Regions from separate parts of the Cricetulus griseus genome. Here region 2 is linked to region 1. Evidence: chromatin contacts called from public Micro-C data. All regions are on one chromosome and are shown on one strand. The core of a region is the stretch at or near the end of the contact, and the rest is flanking DNA. Distances in the headings are between cores, read along the strand shown. Region 1 has its middle 23 kb from the start of Ypel2. Region 2 holds the start of Gdpd1 (lysophospholipase D GDPD1).

Evidence for each region. A called contact is a pair of places that touch in the nucleus more often than the background predicts.
Region 2: a Micro-C map of the CHO-K1 cell line shows a contact between it and region 1, with 2.8 times the contacts expected there. The contact joins the promoter of Gdpd1 here to the enhancer-like site in region 1. A contact is called at or near these places in 2 of 8 Hi-C or Micro-C datasets (the CHK-Q cell line and the CHO-K1 cell line).

The regions. Positions count from the first base shown.
Region 1 is chr7:100,246,477-100,254,166 of CriGri-PICRH-1.0, forward strand. No RefSeq gene overlaps it. Among named protein-coding and RNA genes, the nearest start is that of Ypel2, 23 kb to the left of the region's middle. Within about 2 kb of position 5,010, at least 1 of the 6 cell types and tissues checked has open chromatin away from gene starts, as enhancers often do.
Region 2 is chr7:100,302,919-100,310,608 of CriGri-PICRH-1.0, forward strand. Gdpd1 (lysophospholipase D GDPD1) reads right to left here and starts at 4,034. Exons shown (of 10, transcript XM_027426348.2): 1 at 3,795-4,034. The coding sequence starts at 3,936. It overlaps Smg8 (protein SMG8), which reads right to left. Exons shown (of 5, transcript XR_003487239.2): 4 at 7,000-7,249; 5 at 6,626-6,685.

The DNA of each region.
Region 1 (7,690 bases), core at 3,760-6,259:
TCCCAGCACTTGGTGGGAAGAAGCAGCTGATCTCTGAGTTCCAGGACAGCCTGGTCTACAAAGTGAGTTCCAGGACAGCCAAGTTTACAAAAAGAAACTCTGTCTCAAAAACAGAGAGAGAGAGAGAGAGAGAGAGAGAGAGAGAGAGAGAGAGAGAAGGAAGGCAAGAAGAAAGAAAACAACAACAGAAACAGTATGTAGTTGTGGTGGTTTGAATGAGAAGGGCTCCTATAGGCTCATATATTTGAATGTTTGATCACCAGTTGACAGACTATTTAGGGAGGATTAGGAGGTGTGGCCTTGGAGTAGGTGTGTCATTGTCGGTGGGCTTTGAGGTTTCAAAATCCCATGCCAGGCCCAGTCTCTCTCTCTTGTGATCAGATGTGCTCTAAGATATGCTCCACGGTCATGCCTGCCTTCCTATGTTCATTCTCTCTACCATAATGGTCATGCAACTCACGGGCTGAAACTGAAAGTGAGCCTTGTGAGTTGCCTTGGTATCATGGGGTCTCTTCACAGCAACAGAACAGTGACTAAGGGCAGTAGTACTGCATGAAATTGTGTGTTATCCTTATCCTAGTGCACAGGACCCATGCTCATCTTCTCTAAACAAATTTAGGAACTGCAGCACTACAATTTTTTTCTGTGTATGTGGTATGTATGTGTGTATGCATGTTCATTTGTATGTGAATGCACACTGCACTATTGAATTTTTTGTTTTTTCTATTATCTGCCTATTTAGATTTTATTCATTTTTATTTTACGTATGTAAGTGTTTACTTAAATATATGTCTGTGTACCATGTGCACACCCACAGAGATCAAACAGGGTGTTGGATCCCCTGGCATTGGAGTCACAGACAGTTGTAAGCTACTGTGAGCTGGAAATTGAACCCTGCTCTTCCTGAAGAGCAGCCAGTGCTGTGTTATTTTTATTTATTTATTAAGCATACAGTGTTTTGTCTGCATGTATGCTTGCACACCAGAAGAGGGCACCAGATCTCATTACAGATGGTTGAGGGCCACCATGTGGTTGCTGGGAATTGAACTCAGGACCTCTGGAAGACCAGCTAGTGTTCTTTTTCTCTTTTTCTTTTTTCTCTCTCTTCTTTTCTCTTCTTTCTTTTTAGACAGGGTTTCTCTGTATTTCTTTGGAGGAACTCACTCTGTAGACCAGGCTGGCCTCAAACTCACAGAGATCCTCCTGCCTCTGCCTCCTGGGTGCTGGGATTAAAGGCATGCCCAGCTAGTGTTCTTAACGACTGAGGCATCTCTCTAGCCCCTAGCCAATGCTCTCTTAACCACTGAGCCATCTCTCCAGCCCCTCTACTTGAAATTTTTTTAAAGATTTTATTTATTTATTATGTATACAACATTCTGCTTCCATGTATATCTGCACACCAGAAGAGGGCACCAGATCTCATAATGGATGGTTGTGAGCCACCATGTGGCTGCTGGGAATTGAACTGGAAGAGCAGTCAGTGCTCTTAACCTCTGAGCCATCTCTCCAGCCCTCTACTTGAAATTTTAAGGAGCATCTATCACATACTTAATAATCATTTAGTTGAGGGAAGATGGAAATGGTAGAAATGGTAAGACCAATTTCCTCATAAGATCAGTATAATAAAAGTTGTGTGTGTGTGTGTGTGTGTGTGTGTGTGTGTGTGTGTGTGTGTGTGTGGTGTGTGTGTGAAATTTTCTCTTACCCCCAGACTAGTGGGTTCCTAAAAGAAGTTTCAATTGAAGGAAACTTTTAAAAAATTAAGCTATCTATAGTTTATAACAATATGGTTTTTTAAAAAATATTTTTAAACAAAAATTAAATTGTTCGAGAGCTTTCAAGTGACTTAGGGAATGTAGGCTCCTGGGCCATTTCCTCTCAAAGAAGGTAAGCAAGTTCCTCATTCTTTCACACCAACTCAGCTCCACACAACTCCAGATCTGTTCACTTTGCACTGCCACACCCACAAACCACAGATATCAGCGTTTCAAATCTCCTTGTGATGGGTGTGAGATGGCTTTCTACACTGTGGGCAATGAACCTTTGTAGCCTTCAACTTTATAGGAGGTTGGCTATGACAGTGACAGAACAACTGCTATCTGGTATATCTAGTTTCTCGGCACAGAAAAGAAACAACTAATGAGAGAGAATACCATGAGCAGTCCCTCTTAAAACTCCTGCTCCAGTGGTACCCCAATCACTTCTGCCTAGATTTCTCTAGAAGGAGGTAGGTCATGACCTCTGCCAGATCAAAGGTGAAGACAACACAGATTTCCTATAGCAGACACATGGAAACCCACAATCTAGCAACCTTGGAGTGGCAAGGTGGCTCAGCCAATAGAGGTGCTGGCTGCCAAGTCAGATGACCTGAGTTGACCTCTGAACTACATTGCAAGAGGAGAACTGAATCCTGAAAGCTGTTGCTTCTGCTAGTGTGATGGTTAAAGCTGTTGTCTTGATAGGATCTCCCAGAGATAAGCTGCTGGGCGTGTGTGGAGATTATCTGGATTCCGTTTATTAGGGTAGGAAAATTTACCCTGAATGTGTTGTTCTAGCCTGTGAGATGGTGCCCTGGACTGAATGAAACACAGAAGGTGAATCAAGCAGAAGAATTCCCCAACCTGTTTCCTGACTGTGGATACAATGAGACCAACTACCTTCATTCCTGCTGCCATGTCCCCATTGCCAATGCACCCTCAAACTCAGAGCCCAAACAAGACCTTCTTTCCTCTCACTTTTACCAGATACTTTAAAAAACATTTGCCAGGCGTTGGTGCTGCACCCTTTAGTCCCAGCACTCGGGAGGCAGAGGCAGGTGGATCTCTGTGAATTCAAGTCCAGCCTGGTCTACAGAGCGAGTTCCAGGACAGGCTCCAAAGCTACACAGAGATACCCTATTTTAAAATCAAACAAAACAACAACAAAATATTTTATTACATTTATTAATATTGTCTGTGCATGGAGGTCAGAGGACAACTTTCAGGAATTGGTTTTCTCCTTCCACCATGTGTGTCTCCATGATTGAGCTCCTATTGTCAGTGTTGGCAACAGACAGGTGCCTTTATCTGCTGAGCTACCATGCAGGCCCCTAGCAGGTATTTTTTTGTAGCAAAACCAAAAAAGTAACCAGTAGTTATTTTTTTACAAAAAAAAAAAAGTGTGTGTGTGTGTGTGTGTGTGTGTGTGTGTGTGTGTGTGTGTGTGTGTGTGTGTAAGTTCTCTATAGAGCTCATGCTGGCCTTGAACTTGCAAACCTTCCTGCACTTGCCTCCTAAACACTAGAACTACAAGCCTGTGCTCAAGAGATCTGCTGATGCAGCCAGGCAGTGGTGGTACATGCCTTTGATCCCAGTACTTGGAGGCAGTGGCAGAAAGATCTCTGAGTTCGAGGCTAGCCTGGTCTACAGAGTGAGTTCCAGAACAGGCTCCAAAGCTACAGAGAAACCCTGTCTTGAAAAACAAAAAAATAGATCTGCTGATGTATTTAAAATCATTAAAAAGCAGTACAATATGTGACTATACCACACATTTCAGGGAATGATGGGGGAAGTCCTTCTGTATATGTTTCTCTTATTGGTTGATGAATAAAACACTGATTGGCCAATAGCCATCCAGGAATCGTAGGCGGGGCTACCAGATGAGAAGGCAGAGGGAGGCCATGTAGAGGCCAAGAAGATAGGATGCACCAGGTATTCTCTGATAAGATAAGGCCAGGTAGAAATACATAGATAAGTAGTTATGGGTTAATAATTAAGAGAGATCTAGTCAGCCAGGTGGTGATGACACACACCTTTAATCCCAGCACTCGGGGAGGCAGAGGCAGGCGAATCTCTGTGAGTTCGAGGCCAGCCTGGTCTCCAGAGCTTGTGGCAGGATAGGCTCCAAAGCTACACAGAGAAACCCTGTCTTGAAAAACAAAACAAAACAAAACAAAACGAGCGCTAGCCAGTAAGAAGCACTAGCTATTGGCCAGCAGTTTAATAATTAATATGTCTCTGTGTGCTTATTTGGGGCTGAAGGATGGCGAGACCTGGCAGGACAGAAACTTTAGTCTTTAAGGGAAAATGGCCAAGGTTCAGCTGTTAGTATTCAGCCATCTGTACTGCCCTGCCCTGTCGGGATGCACCTCAGCTACAGCCACTAAGAGCAAGCCCCCCTGTGCACATTCCCTATGTTCCCTTATAAAAGGCTGGCCTTGTCCCTCCCCCCTTTCTTTTCTGTTACTCGTCCCCAGAGACCGATCTCCACTCCCTTCTCTCTGTTCCCTTTTCTGCCCTCCTTCTCTCTCCTCTTCCAATAAACCTCCCATGTGAGCCCAGTTGTATGGTGTGACTTCTTCCTGGCCATTTTTAAAATTACAACATCAGCATCATGGAACAATTCATCATAGGAAGAAGTGACAAACTCAGAATGGTACTGGGACCTCATTTACTCTGGGTTCCAGTTAATTAATCACACTAACAAGACTATAAAATGGCAAGGATATCAGGCAATTAAAACAATAACAGGCCAATGCTTCATATTGGGTTAGAAGCTCTGAGGAAGAAAAGAGGAAAGCAAAAATTCAGGTTAGTGGGCATGGTGGTATATTACTGTTGTCCCATCACTTTACAGGGTGGTACTGGGAGGAGGGTTAGGAGTTCACAGATAAGCATGGGCTATATGAGACCTTGCCTCAACAAAATTATAACTAATTAATATAGCCAGGCGGTGGTTGTGGTGGTGCTCACCTTTAATCCCAGCACTTGGGAAGTAGAGGCAGACAGATCTCTGAGCTTGAGGTCATGATAGCCAAGGCTACACAAAGAAACCCTGTCTCGAATTTCTCCCCATCCCACCCTCCCAAAAAAAGAAAGAAAGGTGAGAGAACTCCTGAAACAAAAATATTATGCCATAGGGGAGTGTTCTGTAAGATCCAGAGGTGTTCTAGGCATGGACTCCATATTTGGTGATGAGAGGTTAGATTTCCGGCCAGTACAGGAGTGGCTTTGCTCTGGTTTAACGATTACAGCCTTTAAAGTTAAGCAAAAACCAAACCCCAGTGGGTCTCTCTCTACCTTGCTCTAAGTACTGATGTGAATATCTCTTTCCAAGGTTCCTAGTTAAACAGTAACAACTGGGGCTAGAGAGATGGCTCAGTGGTTAAGAACACTTGTTGCTATTGTGGAGAACTTGGGTTCAGTTTGCAGCACCCCCATGGCAACTCACAACTCTGGTTCCAGGGGATCTGATGCCCTCTTCTGACCTCTTTGAATACCAGGAACTCACATGGTACACTTATATACATGAGGAAAAACACTAATACAAATAGAATGAATAAATCTAAAAAACTATCATGTTTCGACAAAAGTTCCTGACCTTGCCTGGGGTATTTTTTTAGATATACAAAGAATTAATTTATTGGTTCATTGAAACTTAATTCACTTAGCATATAATTCCAGACAGTTTATTTGTTTATAGACAACATTATACAATGTAGTGAAGGCTGCACTAACCTAGTGATCACTACATAGCTCAGGTTAGTCTCAAATTTATTATTCTTCTGCCTTAGCCTTCAGTAGTGCAGAAATGACAGGCATATGCTAGCACACCTGGCAAAAATATAATGATTGTTTGTTTGCTTGTTTGTAGAGACATTCTCTCTCTCTCTCTCTCTCTCTCTCTCTATATATATATATATATATATATATATATATATATATGTATATTGTCTCTCTCTATATATATATTGAGACAGGGTTTCTCTGTGTAGCTTTGGAGGCTGTCCTGGAACTAGCTCTTGTAGACCAGGCTGATCTTGAACTCAGAGATTCACCTGCCTCTGCCTCCCAAGTGCTGGGATTAAAGGCAAGAGCCACCACCTAGATCTCTATAGTTGTATTAAGACTCCAAAAGTTCATAGTCTTAACATAAATTGATAAAATCATGACAAGCTATTAACCCAGCAGAATACCACTGCTATGTGAGTAGACCACCTTTTCTGCAATGTGGATTTCAGCACAGATTACAAACAGTGGGAATGCTAATGTGTCCAAAACGTATCTTTTCACAAACTCAAAGAATTCTTGTAATTTCCCGGGAGTCAACTCGGATTCACCTGGAACAGGTCAGATGCACCCCTAATTACCAGGATCTAAACAACCTAAGCCTCCCCACTTTCCCCTGGTCTTGACACTGCCCTCTTTCAATTACCAGAACCTAAGAAAAAAAAAATTCCCCTAAACTTAACCTTGTCCTCTGCTCTGCCAGCACCTTGCCAGGTCCAAGAGGCGCAGGACAGTTTCATAGAGCCTCGACAGTGGTGAGGCAACCACCTGCTCCAGGACCTGGCCAGCTCCCTGGTTTTCTTACTCTCCACCCCCCACCCCCCGCCCGTTTTTGATGCTCACTCATCAGCAGTAAGCAGTCTTGAGAACTCAGAGCCCTCTTTCCCCTAACCTGCCAGGCTAACTCCTCACCTTTTTAAATAAACAAATAAGGGAGGAATGTTAGCATCCAGACACACCTGGCTCTGCCCCTTGGGGACCCAGCAGAGTGTGCCACCCCTGTTCACATGGCAGGCAGGCAGTACCCTGGCCTGCTGTATGGTCCCTTTAAAAAGCAGAACTCTGCCTACTCCCTTCTCTTCTTTGTCCTATTCCATCTCTGTCCATCCTTCTTCCTTCCACTCTCTCTTTCTCTCTCCCCTTTATTCCTTCCGTTCCCCCACTCTCTTCTCTTCCCCCAACAAAACTTCCCATGTAAGCTGTCTGCATGGTGTTTTGGTTCCTCACCCACCATGGGGCTTCCCACCAAGGTCCCTCTTGCACCATACTATATCAGCTGGTAAACTTAATTATTTTTATTTTATTGTTAATTTAAAATATACTTACACCTATCTTATTTATTTATTTATTTATTTATTTATTTATTTTTGGTTTTTCGAGACAGGGTTTCTCTGTGTAGCTTTGGAGCCTAGCCTGGCACTTGCTCTGTAGACCAAGCTAGCCTCGAACTCACAGAGATCCACCTGCCTCTGCCTCCCGAGTGCTGGGATTAAAGGTGTGCACCACCAACGCCAACGCCCGGCTTATATTATTTGTTTATTCATTTGTTTGAGAAAGAATTTCCCTTTGCGGCTGGGCAGTTGTGGCTCACGCCTTTAGTCTCAGCACTGGGGAGACAGAGGCAGGCAGATTTCTGAGAGTTTGAGACCAGCCTGGTCTACAAGAGCTAGTTCCAGGACAGCCTCCAAAGCCACAGAGAAACCCTGTCTCAAAAACAAAACAACAACAAAAAAAACAAAAACAAAGGTGGGGGGTGGCTGGAGAGATGTCTCAAAGGTTAAGAGCACTGACTGCTCTTTCAGAGGACCTGGGTTCAAGTCCCAGCAACCACATGGTAGTTCACAACTGTCTGTAATTCCAGTTCCGGGGATCTGATACCTTCACACCAACGCACATTAAAAAAAAAAAAAAAAAAAAAAAAAAAAAAAAAGAATCTCCCTGTGTGACTCAAATTGATCTGGAACTTCCAATGTTGACCATGCTGGCTTCAGACTCACCTTGTAACTCATACTGGCCTCAAGCTGGTAGCAATCCTCCTGCTTCAGACATCTGGAATGCCAGGGTTACGTGTGGGAGCCACACTCCCAGTTTCTGCCCTTTTATATTTTTTTCTTGTTTTATTTAATTTTTTGAGAGAGTTCCTC
Region 2 (7,690 bases), core at 2,784-5,283, 55 kb after region 1:
AGAGTTGAATGGCCAATATCTAGGCAGGAGAGGATAGGCAGGATTTCCAGGGAGAGAGAGGAAGAGAAGGAGAAATCTAGGTGCACAGATTTCGCTAACAGACTCGGAGCAAGTTGAACGTGCTGTACTAAGAAGAGGTTGGCAGTCCTGATGAGAAAAACACAACTACATATGGCACCCAAAGTGGGGAACCAGATGAACAATTTATCTAATTATTCTTTATCAATAAAAACTCGGGAGTCAGATATCAGGGTAAGAAACTGATCAGAGAAATGGCAGAAAAGCGACCAGGAACCTCCTCTCTCTCTCCTTCCTGGATCTAAAAGGACCAAGAATCTTTCGAAGCCCCTCCCTACTTCTTACTATGTCTCTCTATCTGTCCTCAGCGCTCCAAATCTCTATGGCTACTTTGGCCAGCTAGTAGCTAGCTCTGCCCTCTAATTCAAAGTAAACTTTATTGCCAGTCTGTGGAGTGTCAGAGTCAAAATATCCCACAACACTCACCACATAGAGTATGCTAACTGACTGGAGCCTAAGGGACCTGTCTCCACCTCTCCGGCACTGGGAATACATGTACATACCACTGCACCCAGCTTCTTTTACACAGGTTCTGGGAGTCAAACTCATGTCCTCTTACATAGTGATCTCCCAGCCCCCTGTGTTCTCAGTTCATATTAATTTTCCCTCCTTTATGTAGTGCTCCCTAATTACTTTTGATCTTGATAGGATAAGATAAGAAAACATTGCAATTTGCATCCTCACATAAGATTTTTTTTAACTTTAAAAAAAAAAGTGTTTTTTTTTTTCAATGTGCATTGGTGTGAAGGTGTGAGATCCCCTGGAACTGGAGTTACAGATAGTTGTGAGATGCCATGTGGGTGCTGGGAATTGAACCCAGGTCCTCTAGAAAAGCAGTCAGTACTCTTAACTGCTGAGCCATCTCTCCATCCCCTACAGAAGATTTTTTTAACATTTATTTATTTTATGCGTGTGCACACATATGCATGGAAGTCAGACAAATTGAGGGAGTCATGTCTCCTCTCCAACCATGTGGGGTCCCTCAGATTGAACTCAGGTTGCCAGGCCTGGCAGCAGGTACCTGTGCCCATTACCCTGCCTGTGATGCTATGAAGGAAATAATATTGGTCCAGCTCCTTCTATAATCTTTCAGATAGATGTTTTTTGGTTTTTGTTTTTCGAGACAGAATTTCTTTGTGTAACAGCCATGGCTGTCCTGGAACTTACTGTGGAGACCAGGCTGACCTCGAACTCACTGAGATCCACCTGCCTCTGCTTCCCAAGTGCTGGGATTAAAAAATGCACCACTACTGCCCAGGTCAGAGGGATATATTGTATATGAATCAACGTTTACTTTTCTTATAGTTTTTGTTTGACCACCATTATATTATCATTAACATCCTCATATATATAACATATAATGTGCTACTGTGTTGTTTATAAAACCAAGGAAAAACTATGACAACAAGTTTCAGACCAAAAGAATAATCTTCAATAGGAAGATTGGTGATGACAAATACCTGTGATGCCAGCACTCAGGAAGCTGAAGCAGGACTATCTTAAATTCAAGGCCATTCTGTTCAAAGCCAGCCTGAGCTATACAGTAAGACTATTTAACAAACAACAGAAAAGGCAAGACTGGACTGGATAGATAGCACAGTAGGTAAATCATTTGCTTCAGATCCCCAGAACCCATGCACAAGCCAGAAACAGTAGAACCCAGAACCCATGCACAAGCCAGAAACAGTAGAACCCAGAACCCATGCATAAGCCAGAAGCAGTAGAACTGTGCCCTTACTGGTAGATGGAAGGCCAGGCAGGAGAAGTTCCAACCCCCAACTCAAGTTTACTGGTGAGTCCAGCAAGAAGCTCCATTTCAAACAAGGTAAAGACAAGAACCAATATCTGATATTGTCTTCTGACCTCCACACACGAACTCTAGTATGTATATGCCTACACTCACACGAAAACACACCATACACCCATACAGAGACACATTAAAACACCACCACTGCCGGGCGTTGGTGGTGCACACCTTTAAATCCCAGCACTCGGGCAGCAGAGGCAGCAGATCTCTGAGTTCGAGGCCAGGCTGGTCTCCAGAGCGAGTGCCAGGATAGGCTCACAAAGCTACACAGAGAAACCCTGTCTCAAAAAAAAAAAAAAAAAAAAAAAAAAACCACCACCACCAGCAGCTGGACATGACAGCTCATTTAATACCAGCACTTGGGAGGAAGAGGCAGAAAGGCTGAGTTCAAGGCCAGCCTGTTCTACAGAGCTAGTTCCAGGACAGTCAGGGCTATACAGAAAAACCCTGTCTTGTAGAACAAACAAACAAAAGTGGGAAACTGTGTTTAACTGATAAAATTATACAAAAGAGTGATAATGTATTTCTATGACATATTTGTCTTAATAGAAGTTATGGTCCCAGCACACCTTTACCCCCAGCACTGGGAAGGCAGAGGCAGAGTGCCAGACCAGCTTGGTATACAGAGGGACTTGCAGGCACTCCATAGCAAGACCCCATCTTTGAAAAATCTAAAAGAAAAAAAAAAAAAAAACAAAAAAAAAAACATTATGGTACAACAACAAATTTTAGACTATAGAATTTACCATTTAAACTGTACATGTCAAGCGATTTCCTTTTTTCTTTTCTTTTCTTTCTTTTTTTTTTTTTTTTGAGACAGGGTTTCTTTGTGCATCTCTGGCTGTCAAAGGAACTCACTCCAGCTAATCTTAACTTTACTTCAGATGGCCTCGAACTCAGAGATCTGCCTGCATCTGCCTCCCGAGTGCTGGGATTTAAAGGCATGGGCTACCAAAACTGGCTCCATTTCAAGCCACTTTAACCTAGTGTCGCATTCATCCCAGAAAAAAAATTAAAAGTGATTGAAACAATTATACATTATGATTAAGATGTAATGAAGTCACATTATTAAACAGTAATGAAGAAGCAAAGACGTGGCCTGTTGTAGGAAATCAGAGTGAATGCCCCTTGATCCTTACAGCAATATACTTTTACAAGAGAACATTACCATCTTTAAAAAATAATACCAATAAACGAAATCATGTTTTAGTCTTTTAGAAACCCACGAACCATTGCTGGGATAAATGCTGCTGTGAAAGACAAAAAAAAAAAAAAAAAAAAAAACTACAAAAACCAGGTACTAGCCTTGGAGTCCTCGGAACCAGAACCCTCCAAGTTCCCTGTCTCACTTCAGTCCAAGCCCTGTGACCTTGGAAAACGTCCCTAGTTTGGAGACACTTCTCTCCAGAGCTCAATTACAAATGCCTGGAGGGTGGGCCAGGTCACTAGGCATCGCAGACTCCTCAGCTCGCTCCAGGTGACTCGCGGGTCCTCAGCCCTGCCTGTGCCCAAGCTCTTCCCCATGGACTCAGCCACCAGCTTGTCCCCAGCAGTCTGTCCCTGGTTCCCCCTGCGGGTGTCTCCTGGATCTGCATCGGCTTTGTGCCTGGCTCCCAAGAAGGGTCCTCCGGATCATCCTTCCAGCGGCTGAGAAACGCCCCACTTCTCGCTCTCATCCTGCGCTTCCCCTCCTCACAGAAGCCCTGCCACCATTCCTCCCCAGAGACGCCCACCAGGAGTGGGACACGAGACCTCTTTCCTTTCCTCCCCTCGGGACGACTCACCAGACGAAGCCCTCCAGTCACTGGAGCCCATTCTTCCTCAGCCTCTCCAGCATGCCCACCCTCCTCTACCTTCTGCTAGGAGGCCACCCCCATCTCCGCCATCCGATTCTGGGGACCCCTCTCACCTCCGCGGTGAGAGATGTGCCTACTGAGGAATCGCTGCTTCTTTTTCTGGTGCAACAGCGTTGGGTATTTAAGCAACAAGAACGACGTGACCAAATACCCTCCTAGGGTAGAGAGAAGGCAAAAAGCCGCGGTGGACGACATCCTCAGTCACCACCTTCTGGGCCTCTGAACCCCACTGCGCTGCGGTGGTAGCAACGGCTGCGGCGCCGGCGGCTGCTCGAGGTCTGCTCGCCCCCAGCCGGTGCCCTCGGCGCAGCGCACTTGTTCTTGTGGACTCAACACGCAGGCGCAGCCCGACCCCAGCGCCTGAGCAACAAAGGGGCTCCGATACGCAGGCGCGCTGCGTCAGGGAGCGTTTGGCGTCCAGCGGCTGTGGTCCCACGCCTCCTAAGTGCTTCTAAGAAGATCCTGAGGCAAGAGGTTGGAAGCTTGCCAGTGCTTTTTTTGTTTTATTATTTTATTTTATTGCACCACTCAAGCAGAAAAGGCTCACAAGCCAGGATGGCCGTCAGGAAATTCTGACGTAATTGGGAAATGTACATCAAAGGAGGATTCCAGGGCAAGTCCTAGCCCCTTCTCTAGGAAATGCAAAGGATTGTTACTAATGCCTCGAATTCGTTACGTACTCGAGAAGTATTGACTCAACAGTTCGTGTAAGAAACTTGGGGCTGGAAGGCGTAGCCAGTTGGTAGAGCGGACCGGTTCAAGCTCCAGCACAAAATAAATATAAATAAGGAAACTGGCACCTAAATTTTCCATTTCCCTTTTTCATCTCACACATTACACATTAAGAAAACACTAGGAACCACGTTTTAAGGGGACAGGGTGTTGGTTTTGTGAAACAGGGTCTTACGTAGCCCTGTCAAGACTTGAATTCTGTTATGTGGTAGTGGACAGACCTTTGAACCCCCGATTCTCCTACCTCAGCCTCCAGAGTGCTGGAATTATAGGCATGCCCAGCTGTAGATCATATTTCATGAAAAGGAACTAACCACAAAGGCTATAGCTGTGGCTCAGTGGTAGAGCACTTTCCTAGCATGTTCAAGGCCTTAGGTTTGTTTTGTTTATTGAAAACAGGGTTTCACTGTGGAGATCATGTTGGCCTCAGACTTAGAGGGTTCAACTTGCCTCTGCCTTCCAAGTATTGGGATTACTAACTTATTTATTTTTGGAGATAGGGTCTCACTATGTACCTCTGGCTGACCTGGTACTTACCATGAAGACCAGGCTCCAGATCCACGTGCCTCTGCCTTTAATACTAGTGGTTTGATTCCCAATACAAAACAATCAGCAATAAACTGACTCACCATCGTGTTTAGCTCAGGCTGGCTTCAAACTCATAGGGCCAAGCAGTTGTCTTGCTTCATCTTCATTAGCTGGAGCTACAGGTAAGGGCTGCTGCACCTGATCGAATTGTTTATTTTTTATGGACTTATTTTGTGGGCGCACAAGTAAAGGCCAGAGGAAACCTGTGGAATGCAGTTCTGTCCTTCCACCATGGGAGACCTGAGGTGACAGCTCCTTTTCCTACTAAGCCATCTTGCTGGGTCAGTAACAGCTTTTGGAAATGTGATCAACACAGTATTTCACATACATTGAGATTAAAATCTCTGTTAACAGTATTTAAAATGCATCTAGGAAAATAGAGTCAATTACACTCCTTTGGGTCTCAATTTGTTTTGCATTTACCGAATTGATGGCATAGCCACAATTGGTGATATGGTGACATGTTGGGAAAAGTTACTATAGATTGGTAAGATTTAAACACTTAGCAAATTATTTTATAGAACAGGTATTTAATTAAAGAACATTTATTCTAGGTCTGAGGGTACAGGTCTGTAATCCCCACTACTCTGGAGGCTGAGGCAGGAGAACTGTAAGTTCCAGGCCTGCCTGGGCTACAGAATGAATTAAAGCTAGCCCCAGCTAGATACTGTCTCCAGATGTAAAGAACAAACGAACTGGGACATAACTGGGTATGCATGACACCTGGGGTTCAATGACTAATACTGAATGGGTTGTTAGCACACACCTGTGATCCCAATATTAGAGACAGGCTAATTAAGACAGTAGTATTGAGAGATCAAGGTCAGTTGCTAGAGAAATGTCTCAGCCAGTTAAGAACACCTGGATTTTTGTTTGTTTCAGACTGGCCTCCAATTTGGAGATCTGCCTGCCTCTGCCTCCCACTCACTGAGATTAAAAGGTGTGTACCACCAATGCACTGTTTTTTTTTTTTTTTTTTTTTTTTTGAGATGGGATTTTTCTTTGTAACAGCTCTGGCTGGCTGGCCTGGAACTTGCTCTGTAGACCAGGCTGGTCTCAATAGATACACCTGCCTCTGCCTCCTGAGTGTTGGGAATCAAAGTGCCCCACCAGCACCCAGCTTAAGAGCATTCTTACGGGGGCTGGAGAGATGGCTCAGAGGTTAAGAGCACCAACTGCTCTTCCAGAGGTCCTGAGTTCAATTCCCAGCTCACAAACATCCGTTATGAGATCTGGTACCCTCTTCTGGTGTGCAGATATACATGGAAGCTGAATGTTGTATACATAATAAATAAATAAAACCTAAAAAAAAAAAAAGAGCATTCTTACAGAGGATCTGGGATCAGTTCTTGTATCCATATGGTGGTTCACAACTGTCTATAACTCCAGTGTCAAGGTATCCAATGTCCTCTTCTGACCTCAGTGAACACCATGCATGCATGTAGTACTTATACATACATGCAGGCAAAACACTCATACATATAAAAAAATAAATAGGGCCAGGTATGGTGGTACACACCTTTAATCCCAAAACTCTGGAAGCAGAGGCAGGTAATCCTCTGAGTTTGAGGCCCACCTGGTCTACAGAGTGAGTTCCAGGACAGCCAGGATACATAGAGAAACCCTGTCAAAAAAAGAGAGAAAGAGAAAAAAAGAAAAGTATTTTATCAGAAATATGAAACACTAAATTACAATAAAAGTACACCTTATATTGACAATGAGATATAAAAATATGCCTTATACTACAATGAAACGAGAAAACAGACATATCATTTTGTATCCCTTTTTTAGAAGAAATTTTTATTGATTTTACAATAAATATCAATATAATGAAATAATAGAACAATTATTGTCCAAATACTGAACACTTCTAACCAAAACACATTTGGTTTTGGGAAAACACAGAACACATATCTAAAAACAAAATCTCACACATACCAAAAACAAGACAAACATCCGCTCCAGTCTGGGACTTGAATGGCTAGAAAACTTATTGTGTCACTGCTTTCAGGACTCCCCGAAGCACCTTGTAACTCATTAGCTGCACATTCTCCTTAGGAGGAAAACAAGGTCCCCTCTCAGTCACATATGCATAAGGAAATCTCAAAACCCAAAGGCCATCAGGTGGGAGAGTGATTTCTTGTTTTTCTGGGTAAAATACTGGACATGGTGGTGGGCCTGGTTGAACCTGAAAAACAAGTGTAACAGAATTACTTTTAGACTTCTCAATAAGAAAACACCTGGAAGGTATGTGTCTAAACAAACAAGGGGCTCAAAGAACACTAAAGAGGAAGTAGCCACACTGAACCAGGAGGTGGAAGCTGCTGGCATTTTCCTGGGTCCTCATTCTGTCCCCTTGGTATCTTACTCCCTCTGCTCTCTTTTCCACTTCCTGTTGGCCAGGTTTTGATTTTTGTTTTGATATCTCTTTCTCTCTATATCCCTAGCTGTCCTGGAACTAACTCTGTAGACCAGGCTGCCCTCAAACTACAGAGAACCACCTGCCTGTGGACTGCACTTCTAAATCAGCAGGTGTTTGGAAAACTAGGGTCAAACTAAATTCTTACTAATGGTTATCATAGTTAAATCAATAAAGATCTTGGATTTAAAAGAAATTAGGTACTGGGAA